3 separate regions of the Sus scrofa genome follow, and regions 1 and 2 are each linked to region 3. The links are chromatin contacts, called in public HiChIP or PLAC-seq maps. All regions are on one chromosome and are shown on one strand. Each heading gives the region's core, a stretch centred on a gene start, on an enhancer-like site or on the middle of the called end of the contact. The rest is flanking DNA. Distances are from core to core; before and after follow the strand shown. Region 1 has its middle 180 kb from the start of ADO. Region 2 has its middle 150 kb from the start of ADO. Region 3 overlaps LOC106506022 (a long non-coding RNA gene).

Region 1 (4,197 bases), core at 236-2,735, 200 kb after region 3:
TTTTAGAACCAAAGCACCAAAGGGCAGGCAAAACAGGGGCCAAATCTGACCTGCTGCTTGTTTTTATGATAAAGTTTTATTGGCACACAGCCACATCCATTGTGTTTTGTTAGTGGCTGCTTTTATGAGACAATGGCAGAGTTGAATAGCTGTGACAGAGACTGCATAGCTTGCAAGGACTAAAATATTTACCATCCAGCCTTTGAGGAATAAATTGGTCACCCCCTGGGTAATCTTACCTCCATGTGTGCCGATATCCCTGCTTTGTCTCTTTACAAGGCAAAGATTGACCATGGACTGAGGACCCCACTGAGGCAGCACTCCTTGAATTTTCAACTGAAGTATCCTGGAACAATAAAGTGGAACGTCCAGACATAAACTGCTTCAACCTCCTCACTGGAAGACCTCTTTCTTGGGGGAAGGGGGTGGGCAGCAGCATCCATTCCACCAATCAAAAGACCCAGAGCAACAGCTAGGTTCTGGGAACATGCAGATGAACAACAAAACATGCTGGGCTGATTGTTTTGTGTCAGGTACATCTGCAGAGGCCACACGAGGCAGTTGCTGCCTGTGGCCTAGTCTTTCTTTTCTCCCTGTCTTCCTCTCTTCTCTCTTTCATCTCTCCCTGCCTCTGGTTCCCCCCTCTACCCCCACCCTTCCATCTTGACTCTCTCCTTTCTTCTTTTCCTTTCTTTCCTCCTTTCTCTTGCCCACATCACAGGCCCACTGGTGCCACCCAGTGGCTCTGACAGGCATTACTTAGACTTGCTGACTGCCCTCAAGGCTGGAACTGACCATCAGGATGTTAGTGAAAGCCTATAATTAGGGATTCAGAGACAACGAGAAGACTCTTGTAATCCTCCTATGATTACTCAAAGAGTTAATATTCACTTTAAAAGTCTTTATGCTTTAGTATAAATGAAGGAACCCAAGATAGACTTGTTAAGGGGAAGAGATGAAGAAGGCCCTAAGTGACTGTTGTTTAAGAGGTCACTGCATACTGCCCTGAGAAGAATTTGCATCTGAGTTCTTCCACGCATGTTATTCAGGTGATATGTGATATGTATGTAATAAAATGTGCAGCGATGGATTTATGATTGTAACCAATTTATTGAACTATCTGAATCTTATGACATATTAACATGGAACAATAGTATTTTCCCAATCACTGCAATAAACTGTGCTCCCCTTACTTCCTTTTACTGACCGTTAATGACATCTTAGGTGAATCCCTTGGAGTCATAGGAACAGCCTCTCATATAGACACTGTCCCTGCAAGGCTGTGTAGCAAGCCCTTGGATCCCCCCAGGGCTGATGGAAGCCCTTGTTGATTCCCTCTCTCCTGCAAGGCCTCTGCCTACAAGGAATGGACTGCAGGGTAGGACGAGGTGGGGGAATGACCATCACTGATGACGATAGGGCTGGTTCTACAGACGTTTAGTAAGTTGGTGGGGGACTCTCTTAACTTCTGCTTTTGTCCACAATCTCTAGAAGGAAGGATACTGAATGCCTGCTGTTTGGGACAATTCTGAGGCAACAGGAAATGTCCCACTCAGTATCCTGTGATGAAGATGAATATTATGATGGCAGCCCAGCCACTACTGGCCTGTACAAACAGCCATGCTCCATGCCCAGGTGAACTTGCATTGGCGTGAGGGAGGCTGGGGCACAACTCACTGAAGTTCTGAATGGGCCACCTTGACTCTCCAGGTCATTGCAGCATCTCCTCACAGATACCAGCCATTGGGAAGCAGTGCTTAGGCTGTGACTATAATTTGCTCACCTGCTAACACTATTTTTTCTCTTGGAGGAATCTGGATCTTGAAATTCTATCTCCAGTAGCCCCCATGACTTGTCCGAGGAGAAATGGAGGTTCTAGTGCTAGTCTTTTATGTGTGAGAAGGCAAAAGAAGGCTAATCTCTCTTCTGGGCAGAAAAGTAGTTACTTGGAATCTAGTGGTATTTGAAAGCATCCCTGTCCTAAACCAACTCTCCCACCTAGGTACCCCCAGGGTGTGAAATTCCGCCATGAGAAATTAATTCTTTTGGGTAAGCATTGTCCTCTCCTCTATGACATCTCTTAAAATAAAACTGCCGTAAGGTGTTCCCCATGAAGTCACCTATGGGTACAGCCTCTGGAGTTGAAGAGTGAAGTGATGACAAATTTAGTCTTCATAGCCTTTTCTGAAACTGTTTAATAGTTTGCATGTATTTTGACAGTTTGATGCACCAAAGTTACTGATTATGAATGCAACTTATTTAATGCTTAAAATCAGGTATTTTTAATAGATAATAAAAGCAGGAAAGTTAGTTTTGGCTCCTACTTTTTAGCCTGAAATCACCAGAAATATTTAGGTGTGCCCAACTCTGTTCAGTAATAATCACCCAGGAGCTCTGGCTGTGGTGCAGTGGGTTAAGGATCTGTCCAGCATATTCAGTGCAGTGGCTTGGGTCACTGCTGTGGCACAGGTTTGATCCCTGGCTAGGGAACTTCTATATGCCATTGGGGCAGCCAAAACACACACACACACACACACACACACACAAACACACACAAACACCACACAAAACCAACAATACTCACCACCCAGACTCAGCTCCAAGGGAGAGTCAGGAGACAAAAGCAGAGGAAGTAGGAAAAGAATAATAGAGGCTTTGCTTTTTTTTTTCCCCTGCAGTTGTGGATTTTTGCTCTAATAGGTGGTAAGGGTACCCATCATTTATACTGACTGCTCCATGGTGGCTGACACCTGGCTTTCCACTTAATAAATAATCATCATCCCCTTAAACTCTCCTGGTACCATGCTTTTTTTGCTTTTGTTGCTTCTACCAGACTGTCTTTTCTCTGGTCTCCTCCTCTCTAAATGCTACCCTTTCTTCAAGTCTGCTAAAATTCTACCTCTAGACTTTTCTAGCTACAGAGCTATGCCCTGTCTCCTAAGTTTAAAACACTTATCTTCACAAATTTCTCGGCATGTGTGCCTTTATTACACCATGCCTTCCAAAATGCATTACTTTGCTTCTTGTTTCTTTTTTCTTTTCTTTCCTTCTTCTTCTTCTTTTTTTTTTTTTTTTTTTTTTTTTTGGTGGTGGGTGCACATGTGCAATATAAGGAAGTTCCCAGGCTAGGGGTCGTATTGGAGCTGCAGTTGCAGGCCATAGCCATAACCACAGCAATGCCAGATCCTAGCTGCATCTGAGACCTACACCACAGCTTACACTGAATCCTTTAATCCACTGAGCAAGGCCAGGAATCGAACCCACATCCTCATGGATACTAGTTGGGTTCTTAACCTGCTAAGCCACAACAGGAACTCTCTTAAGTTTCAACTCATGTGATTAGTCCATGTAGATATGTATCTTGTCTTTTCACCTATATGTAAATTCAACAGCTTAGGAATTCTCACAGTGTACCTAACAGTGTTGGACATATGATAGTTGCTCAGTTCTCTATTAAATGAACCAGTGAAAGGCAATGGATAGATTTCTGCTTAGATGAAAGGTCACATTGCATTTTGAGTTCTCTATTCTTAGGCTGATCCCAAAGGAAATATCTTATTTAACAAACTGAAAACATTTGGCAGCTAAAATATGATACCTTGGTCTCTTTAGAAGCAAGGAAGTAATACAATTGAACATTTCCAAAATATCTTAGTTTAGGTGAGGTGCTAATTCCACATACCATCAGTATTTGAAGTAGATGATGGTGGTTGAGAGAGGAAGGGGCCTGTGTAATCCCTCAAATGGACTGGAAGGAAGGAACCCTCGAGTTATCCGTGGATCATGGTCTGTGATTGTGCACATCAGGGCAGGCTTCAGTCAGAAAAATGAATATCCACTAGAAATATACTACATCTGGAGCATTGATCATTGGATTTGAACTCTGGTTCACAATTAGGTTGACCCACATAAAATTGCTTATCTATGGCCATTTTTAAACTACAGAACAATTTCCATATGATTCGTCCTAATAGTAACATGCATATTGTTGACTTCATAGTTCTCATTTCCTTCTTGGATGTGGTACTAAATTCCACTTCATTTGAAATGTTTGTTCCACATGACAAACCATAACAATTTTAGTAATAATAGAATGTCAACTATGAAATATCTCAAACTTTACCTTACAAGGTGTCTATCTTTTTAGAAAGACTTTATTTTTACAAGTGTATGTCTATTTAGAAATCCTTCCTCAAT
Region 2 (4,690 bases), core at 337-2,836, 180 kb after region 3:
GCTTCAAAGACTGGTGGAAAACAGTCTAAATATAGTTAAGGGCTGCCTAAAACATAGTCTTTCCTCTATCTTCTACTCTTTCTAGAGGTCCGTTAAGTTTTTATTGTTTTTGTGATGGTGGTGGTGGTAGCAGCTTTTAAAAGCCTTCTCCTTCCAGTTTCCATCTGCTGCCAGCTGTAAAGCAAAGATACAGATAATGTCGACAAAATGCTCGAAGAAGATAAGTGGTGATGCTGTCCACTGTTATATGAATGTGAAATTATCATACATTAGTACGTATTTGATTGTGCTTCCAAAACTGTGAATTGATTGCTTTTTCCCTTTGAAGTCTTCCACCTCCAGATGGAAGAAGAGAAACTTTGAATATGCATTTCTCTGATTTGGGCTCTCAAAGGATTTACAATCTGTGGTCCAAATCTATGACCTCCACTAGGACACATCTATTCTTCAGGCAACTAAGTGTCCCCTTATTCTCCTGCAGAACTGTGGAAATATCACCCAGATAATCAGGTAAGGCAGCAAAGCATAGAGAGTTGAGCTCAGAAACATTTTATTGGCTCTTGCTCTAGCCCCAGTCGTTATCAGGCTCATCTCCAGGTGCCCAAGGATCCATTAACATCCCTTGTCAACTTCTGCTTCAGCTTTCCTCTTTCAAATTATTTCTCTCCTTGATGGCTTCCTCAACCCCCTAGTAATAAGCAGGTTTGGGTCTACATATCTAAAGGGTTCCTCTGTATCGGCAACCAGGAGTGGATGATAATCCATTCCTGCCAAGATGCACTTATCTTCAAGAGAGAATGAGTCAAATGGTGGCCCTGCAAATGCACTCTGTCCAAACTCCCATCCTGCTCTCTCCTAAGACTCCTCAGCATGCTCCTGAACACTTGAGATCTTGAATATTAAATTCTCAAATGGAAAGGGACTGCCATTTTGTACCATCCCCCTGGTTTAAGCCACTTCCAAATTGCTTTCTGGTGCCAGCCCACTGCATCAGGACCTGCTCCGACCTAGTTCTTCATCAGAGCTTTGGATAGAATAAGACACAGGCAAGAGCTGATGACTCCACTTGTGCCTGGTGAGTTGCTCTTTGCTCAGACTGGGGCCCCTTCCACCAGCTGCTCTCATACCCCACGTGCGAAAACAGGGTGTGTGCAGGGTGGTGGAGAAAGGACCTCTGTTGTTTTACAGTGTTTTGAATTCTTTACATGCATTTTGAGGACCCGTTTGAGTCAAGGCCCACATACTACCTAAAGAGAGACTTCCAAAATACTTTCCAGTAAATTTTGCATACTTACTGAATTATTTGAAATTACAATTTCTTTTGTTTATTTGGCTAGTGAACTCTATTGTCACCTAGATGTAAATCGGTGTATAGATAAAATAGAAACTCAACATATATTAAAGGGGAGAAAGACAGAGAAGGGGAAAATATGAAATAATACTGCAAGATAGTTGTATTAATATCCTACTGTGAAAGACAAGGTAACAAGGTATCTTGTGCTTGGAAAATTTAATTCACTTGCTCTGTGGCAGAGAATATGAAAGCAGAGAGATCTAGGGGATTTCCTGACTCTATCACTTTCTAGTTATATGATTTGGTCAAATTGCTTAATTGTTCTTAGCCTGTTTCCTCATCTGTAAAATCTGTGCCATAAGCACCATTTGGATTAAATAAGATAAAGCAGGCAGGAACACTTTGCACAGTATACACATCACATAATTAGAGCTTAATAAATATTGTTGGCCATCATTATTAAAGAGGTTTTCACAGTGAGTGTTCAGTGGAACCATGTCTGACTCCACTATGCTTGGGCTACTTCTGTGAAGCCACATGTGTGGCCATCCCTGTCCTTCCTCTCAGAATCCAGTTCTAAGAAGCCAGTGTGTCACCACTTGCTGAATCACTCCTGACAGGGATCTGGCTATGCACAACCCATACTTCTAGCTCATTGGTTGCCTGAGTTTTGCCTCTGCAGAAGCTTGGGAGGCAGCTGAGGAAGTCCATGGGTCTCACCACCAAGATTGCTCAAGAGGGCCCAGCAGGAACCATAGGCACTACTCCATGCCAGGCCTATTGGGACCTTGCCTGAGGAATCAGGTCGATGTGGAGGTGAGGGGCTGCATGCAACATAGTGTTTGGAGAAGGCAAATGGGAAACCAACAGAAGCACTCTCCACCTAAAGCACATGGCCATGCATATCTTCACCTATGGCAGCCATGGAAGACATTGAAGGATTTCTAAGGATGTAGAGAAAGGCATTTAAAATGATCCAGGGCACAGGTCAGGGCTTGAGGAGAAACTAAGTAATGTGAATCTTTCAACCCAGAAAGATAGTGATTCACATTGGCAAAGTCTAAAACTCTAAGAAAAATTTTTTAAAGCAAAAGAAAAAATGGGAATACGACCACAAGTCACATCATCAAATGGCAGAGTATTAAGACTAGAGGGAGGAGTTCCCGTCGTGGCTCAGTGGTTAATGAATCCAACTAGGAACAGGAGGTTGTGGGTTCGATCCCGGGCAGTGGGTTAAGGATCCGGCATTGCTGTGAGCTGTGGTGTAGGTTGCAGACACGGCGGACCTGGCGTTGCTGTGCCTCTAGTGTAGGCCGGCAGGTTCAGCTCTGATTTGACCCCTAGCCTGGGAACCTCCATATGCCGCAGATGCAGCCCTATAAAAAGACAAAGACAAACAAACAGAAAGACTGGAGGGAAACCAGTTAAACCTTCAGGACTTCAAGAAATGATAAAGAAGTGCCAAATTACAAAATGTATAGGAAAGAAGCAATGAATATATTGCTTTTAAAATGGCATAGTTCAAAATATATTCTTTAGAATTTTTGCCCTGTAAATTTCCAAAGAAAGGATTTGAAGCTGCAGTTCAAAATGAAAACTGCTTCAGGAAACAAAATGAGGTACTTTCCTGAAATGTGGAGGGCATTTTGACCCTTAGAGGTTCCCCTACATTGCTAGATACTAGGGAGCCAAAATAAAGCCTGCTAAGTGCTTCCTCCAGTCTCATTTACAAACAGGGAAACTGAGGACTAGAAAGGGGAAGGAACAACATTCTAAAGATCACTGTTAGTCAATGTGTCGGAGTCCAACTGGGAAAATAGAAACCAATCAGACTGGAGTAGAGGGAATTTTTTTCAGGGAATTGGTCAGACAGATGATGGGTATGAAGAAAAGCCAACAGGAGCCAGCCAGTGAGGCAACCCAAGATTGCCAATAGCTGAAAGCCAGCTAGAAGCTGGAGAAGAAAAGGCAAAGGAGGTAGAATTGCGGGAGCCTTGGAACCATTGTCCTGGCAGAAGCTGGCAGCTTTGTCCTGTGAGAGCTGGTAACTGCACTACAGTTATAGACTGTAGCCTGGGGTATTGCCTGAGGCAGAGGAGAAAGGAGGAGAAATACTCTGGATTTCTTCTTACTCTGCTCTCCAGTCTTTCTTTCTTTCTTTCTTTCTTTCTTTCTTTCTTTCTTTCTTTCTTTCTTTCTTTCTTTCTTTCTTTCTTTCTTTCTTTCTTTCTTTCTTTCTTTCTTTCTTCCTTCCTTCCTTCCTTCCTTCCTTCCTTCCTTCCTTCCTTCCTTTCTTTCCTTCCTTCTTTCTTTCTTTCCTTCTTCTTTCTTTATGGCCGCACCTATGGCATATGGAAGTTCCTGGTCTAGAGGCTGAATCAGAGCTGCAGCTGCCGGCCTATGCCACAGCCACAGCAACGTGGGATCCAAGCCATATCTGTGACCTGCATTGCAGCCTGCAGCATTGCTGGATCCTTAACCCCTGAGTGAGGCCAGGAATCAAACCTCTGTCCTCATGGAGACAATGTCAGGTCTTTAACCAGCTGAGCCACAATGGGAACTCCTCCAGTTACCTTTCAGTTGACCTCCCATTGGTTAAGCCCAGTAGAAAGCCAGAAGACACTGTGGGGTAGAGGGTTGATACAGAGCAGAGCAAGGGAAGTATGAGGAGAGGGTCTGAGGGCTCAGGCATGGGAACCACGCAATATCATTAGATAATCATTTCTTGGGCACTTAGCTGGGCAATGCTCCTGTCCCCACAGGAACAACTATCAGAGCTGCCAATCATGTGCAAATTATGGGGGCTCTGTCACATTGTGCTAATAAATGCATTCCTGATAAGCTTCTCATTGGGGAAAGATTCACATAAAATATAAACATATTTTCAGTCTTTCTCAATGGCAAATATTTTCTTAATGTATTTGCTTGGACTTCCATGTATTGAGTTAGTTTTTCTTTGTGAGAGGGTCTTCCTGGAAATATAGGTATCCTAAAAATTCAAATTTAGAGTAGAAGAATTGCCAAGAAGTGGTTGTGAAGGTAAGGACTCTAGCCCCTTAAAATAGCCATCGGCAAGCCTAAGCTATCCCAAATAGACATACAGTCTAAGTAAAACCCTTGAACTTGCTGTGCATATGCAGCTTCAAGACAGGCTCATAATCTCTAACCTGCAAGTAAATTACAGCTCTAAAGACCTCTCTCTTTAAGAACTCTAGAGCTGCCGCTTACCAAGAGGCAAGTTGGACAACATGCTCACCATACGCACTAACCAATCAGGAGGCTGGGGTGGTGCTAGAGCATTGTCCTGGATGCCTCTTACGTGTCAAGAGTTAACCTTTTCAGTGCTGCATTTTCCAGGTGGTAGTGGGGGACAGTGGGGGTGGTCAGGGCAGTGGC
Region 3 (4,717 bases), core at 1,378-3,877:
GGCATGAGCAAGGCAACAGGATTCAATCAGAAAGATTTCATGGAGAATGGTTCCAAAAAAAAAAAAAAAAAGGGAATTCCCATCATGGTGCAGTGGTTAAAGAATACAACTAGGAGCCATGAGGTTGCGGATTTGATCCCTACCCTTGCTCAGTGGGTTAAAGATCAGGCATTGCTGTGAGCTGTGGTGTAGGTCGAAGACGTGGCTTGGACCCCAAGTTGCTGTGGTTCTGGTGTAGGCTGGTGGCTACAGCTCCAATTAGACCCCTAGCCTGGGAACCTCCATATGCCGCGGGGGTGGCCCTAGAAAAAGTCAAAAAGACAAAAACAAAAAAACAAACAAACAGAAACATACAAACAAAGAAAAAAACCAGTTCCTATCAGAATTATCTGACCTCTTCATAGGTAAAATCAGAGCCTAAATTTTTTCTTTGTAGAAAGAGAGAGTTCTCTGAAGTTCCCATCGTGGCTCAGTGGTTAACGAATCTGACTATAAACCATAAGATTGTGGGTTCGATCCCTGGCCTCACTCAGTGGGTGGAGGATCCAGCGTTGCCGTGAGCTGTGGTGTAGGTCGCAGACGCGGCTCGTATCTGGTGTTGCTGTGGCTGTGGTGTAGGCCAGCAGCTACAGCTCCGATTAGACCCCTAGCCTGGGAACCTCCATATGCCACAGATGCGGCCCTAGAAAAGACAAAAAAAAAAAAAAAAAAGAAAGAAAGAAAGAAAGAAACAAAGAAACAAAGAAAGAAAGAAAGAGGGCGTTCTCTTCTATGGGTCTAACCTGATTTGCTTTATCATAACTCGAGATTCTGCCTACCCAGAAAGGCACAGTCCATTTTGGGGTAATGTTGAGGCTACTGCCCGTGGGCTCCACATGGGTCCTCAGGGTCAGTTAGTAATAGATGACAAAGCCACATGGACCCTTAAATGTCACATAGGCTAATACCTTCTGTTGACAAATGAGGCAACTGGCATGCTGGGAGGGAAAGGGATCATACTAAGGCAGTGAATCCCCAAACTTGCTGATTATTGCTCATCCCTTCCTTTCATTCAGCAAGCACTTGCTTCACATTCCTCTGTGCTAGCACTGTTCTTGGTTCTGGACATACAGTGAGGGTCAAGACAGCTGTGATCCTTTCCCTTGTGTATGCTCAGAACCAAGAACAGTGCACGGTCATGGACAAGGTGATTGGGGAAGAGCGGGCAAGGCCAGGAAGGGAAGGCTTGTGCAGAGGTGGGAGTAAGATGTCCTTTGGGGCAGCCTTAACAGAATGCCATGGTAGTTGATAAACAATAGACATTTTTTTTCCTCACAGTACTACTAGAGGCTAGGAAGCCCCCCATCAAGGTGCCAATAGATCGGGATCTAGTGAGAGCCCTCTGATCTCAACAGATGAGTGTCTCTTGAGAGCCCACCTAGACCACTTCTGGTCTAGTTCACAGATGGCTGTCTTTTCACTGTGTCCTCACATGGTAGAAGGGGAAGGGAGCTCTCTAGGGTTTCTCTTATAACAGAACGAATTCCATTTGTGAGGGTTTGACCTCATGACCTAAGCCCTGCCCAAAGGCCACACCTCCTAATATGATCGCATTGAGAGTTGGGTTTCAAACACATGAACTTGAGTGGGTGGTGGTCGGGGGGAGGCACAAACACTTGGTCTACAGCTAAAGGACTAGACCTGGGATGATCAAAGGGTGGGGGCAAGAACCATTCTGGACAAAGGGAGGAGTGAGCGCATGGACTGAGATGGGAAGGAGCCTGAGATGTTGAAGCAAGGTGAGCATGGTGAGTGTTTGGGAAAGAGGAAGATGTGATTATAAAGGTAGAACAAGGCCAGGTCATGTAAGGACTTAAAGGGGGTGGTATGGAGTATGAATTTTTTAAAAATTGTAATAGAGAGTCAGCTCATCATCAAACTTCGCTTTGTAAAAGGACATTATCTTTGTTGTTGTTATTGTTTTGCTATAGATTCTAGGACTAGGATTCTGATTAGCCAGATCCAAAGATGAACAAGCACAGTCACTGGCCAGTTCCTGGGTCTGCAAGTCAGCTCTTTCTGGTTTTTGTTTGTCTTGTCTTTTTAGGGCCAAACTAGCGGCATATGGATTGTTCCCAGGCTAGGGGTCAAATCAGAGCTGCAGCTGTTGGCCTACGCCACAGTGACCGCAATGCCAGATCTGAGCCATGTCTGTGACCTACACCACAGCTCATGGCAGTGCCGGAACCTTAACCCATTGAGCAAGGTTGGGGATCAAACCTACTTCCTCATGGATGCTAGTCAGATTCATTTCCGCTGAGCCACAATGGGAACTCCTCTTTCAGTTGTTTTTATGACCCTCTTACAACCACCTGGGCAAGACTGAAAGAGGAGGGCAGGGTTACCCATTGGAAAAACAAGTTAAAATGGCCCAAATATTAGCCACAAACACAAAAGATGTTAACTAAAAATACTATTGTGATCATCTTTGAGCAGACTATGACACAGGTTAGCTAAGTTTGGGGTGGGGGTCGGGGGAATGAAACCATCAAGGGCTTCTGTTGATAAAGTTGGTGAATCTGTCTCCTCCCCTGGTCAGGCTGGTCACCCCAGTAGGATATACCCAACCACACTGAAGCCACCGCACACAGATGAGAATCTCTTCCGATTGCACCACAGGCTGATAAGCCAGAGGGTGGTAATCAGCGAGTCAGTTGCCAACCTCACAGAAATGGGACAAATGAGGACTACAGGGGCTGGACCCAAGGCTGGTGGCCCCAAATTGCCCTCCATTACCTAGAAGACTAGGATCAGGCTGTTGTCATTGCTTAGCTCCCAGTCTTTACCCATTAGGGAGACAATGACATGGAGGTACAGAATAGGGTTAGCACACACCAGGAAACAGGCACATGACCTAAATGTTAATTGGCCACCAGCCATCAGAGTGTCTCAGGGATTTCACAAGCATTCACATGCTTGGGCCTTCCCAACCAGTCGTTCAGTCTTTGCATTAGAGCTCTCAACATCAGCACCAGGAGACTCGGTGAGGAAAGCCAACTCTGCCTCCTTACTCCCTGGGTGAACTCAGGTCAGTCACTTGGCCCTGCTGGGTCTCACAGGGCTTCTGTGGGCAGTAGGAAAGGTCAACATGACCTTGTCATTGTCACAGGCTTATATTTCTATGCCCAAAGGAAGTAATGTGCATGAAAGGGATTGGAAAGGGTGAATGCCCATAAAATGTCTTCTGAGGCTTTACAGGCACTGGGAAATGTGAGAAATTTGGAAGTTTATCAAGGAGTTGAGGTGGATGGTGACAGGATCAAAAGATAAACATTTTAAGGAAAGGCTACAGAAACAGATTTTTTTTTCCATGTGAGACAGAAAAGATTGAGGGCTATATTCCAGCTTGCACCTGGTTCTTGCTCACACTATCATGATTAACTTTTTTCATGTCTCCTGAGGAGACAACAAAATAAAATGCATAATAAAAGAGAGTGTTGGAGTTCCCGTCGTGGCACAGCAGAAACAAATCTGACTTGCATCCATGAGGATGCAGGTTTGAGCCCTGGCCTTGCTCAGTGGGTTAAGGATCCGGTGTTGCTGTGAGCTGTGGTATAGGTTACAGATGCAGCTTGGAGCTGGCATTGCTGTGGTTGTGGTATAGGCCAGCGGCTACAGCTCCAATTTGACCCCTTGCCTGGAAACCTCCATATGCTGTAGGTACGGCCCTAAAAAAGACAAAATAATAATAATAATAATAATAATAATGAATAAAAAGAGTATTTTCGGAGTTCCCATTGTGGCTAAGTGGGTTAAGAACCTGACTAGTATCCGTGAGGATGCCGGTTCTATCCCTAGCCCCACTCAGTGGGTTAAGGATCTGGCATTGCCATGAGCTATGGTGTAGGGTGAAGTCACAGCTTGGACCTGGTGTTGCTATGGCTATGGTGTAGGCCAGCAGCTGCAGCTCCCTTTTGATCTCTGGGGACTTTATATACTGCAGGTGCAGCCCTAAAAAGACAAAAAAATAAAACGAGGGGTTTTCTATCTCTGAAGAATGTCTTGCTAGATATTAAACACCAGAATGTGTTCCTAAAGCAAATTTGGTATTTTTTCTCTAATGAACTTAGGAGAGATTTGTACCTGAGTGTTCGTGGCTTAAACATGATTCTGGCTAAAGAGATTTCCTTTTTTTTTTTTTTTTTTTTTTAGTTCTTGGAATTCACAAAAATTTTGTGGCTGTAAGCTATAAATACAAAGAGTGTTGTTCACTGATATACATTCCAAGCATACAGCATAGTACTTAGTATATACTAGGTACTCAATAAATATTCACTAAATGGATTAACTCAATACCATGTGCTTGTCCTGATCTTTGAAAGCAAGTCAGGCTCATCCTTACACATTCACTTGCTCTCTAGTTCACCTAAGCCAGCCCCAGCCCCAGCCTCAGTGCCAGCTAGGGCAGTTGTGGGCTGGCTCCAACATCACAGCAGTGGCTTCCAGACCCCAAGGAACTTGCATAGAGCAGAGGGAGTCAAGCCCACTCTGGCTCAATTGCAACTACACAGTTTTAACCTAAAATATCTTATATTGGGATTCCAGATACCATTTTCCCAAGTTGCCATTATATGAGAGAGTTTTTATGACAAGCCTGAAATACAGGAAAATCAAGGGAAAAAATGGTCTCCTGTTAAAGTGTCTTTTGTCCCTAGGATTTCTGAGTAACAGAAGAAGG

The links. HiChIP or PLAC-seq counts read pairs in DNA pulled down with a chosen protein or histone mark.
Region 1: a contact with region 3 is called in an H3K27ac HiChIP or PLAC-seq map of alveolar macrophages. The contact joins two enhancer-like sites. A contact is called at or near these places in 1 of 5 promoter capture datasets (liver), 16 of 47 Hi-C or Micro-C datasets (adipocytes, alveolar macrophages, blood and 9 more) and 1 of 2 datasets of contacts at active chromatin or transcription factors (alveolar macrophages).
Region 2: an H3K27ac HiChIP or PLAC-seq map of alveolar macrophages shows a contact between it and region 3. The contact joins two enhancer-like sites. A contact is called at or near these places in 2 of 5 promoter capture datasets (fetal liver and liver), 13 of 47 Hi-C or Micro-C datasets (adipocytes, blood, embryonic fibroblasts and 7 more) and 1 of 2 datasets of contacts at active chromatin or transcription factors (alveolar macrophages).

Annotation. Positions count from the first base shown.
Region 1 is chr14:66,096,574-66,100,770 of Sscrofa11.1, reverse strand. No RefSeq gene overlaps it. Among named protein-coding and RNA genes, the nearest start is that of ADO, 180 kb to the left of the region's middle. Within about 2 kb of position 1,485, at least 1 of the 83 cell types and tissues checked has an H3K27ac peak or open chromatin away from gene starts, as enhancers often do. A contact at or near this core is called in alveolar macrophages, where this site is marked.
Region 2 is chr14:66,122,292-66,126,981 of Sscrofa11.1, reverse strand. No RefSeq gene overlaps it. Among named protein-coding and RNA genes, the nearest start is that of ADO, 150 kb to the left of the region's middle. Within about 2 kb of position 1,586, at least 5 of the 83 cell types and tissues checked have an H3K27ac peak or open chromatin away from gene starts, as enhancers often do. A contact at or near this core is called in alveolar macrophages, where this site is marked.
Region 3 is chr14:66,298,706-66,303,422 of Sscrofa11.1, reverse strand. The region is part of intron 5 of LOC106506022 (a long non-coding RNA gene); the gene reads right to left. Among named protein-coding and RNA genes, the nearest start is that of EGR2, 12 kb to the right of the region's middle. Within about 2 kb of position 2,627, at least 1 of the 83 cell types and tissues checked has an H3K27ac peak or open chromatin away from gene starts, as enhancers often do. A contact at or near this core is called in alveolar macrophages, where this site is marked.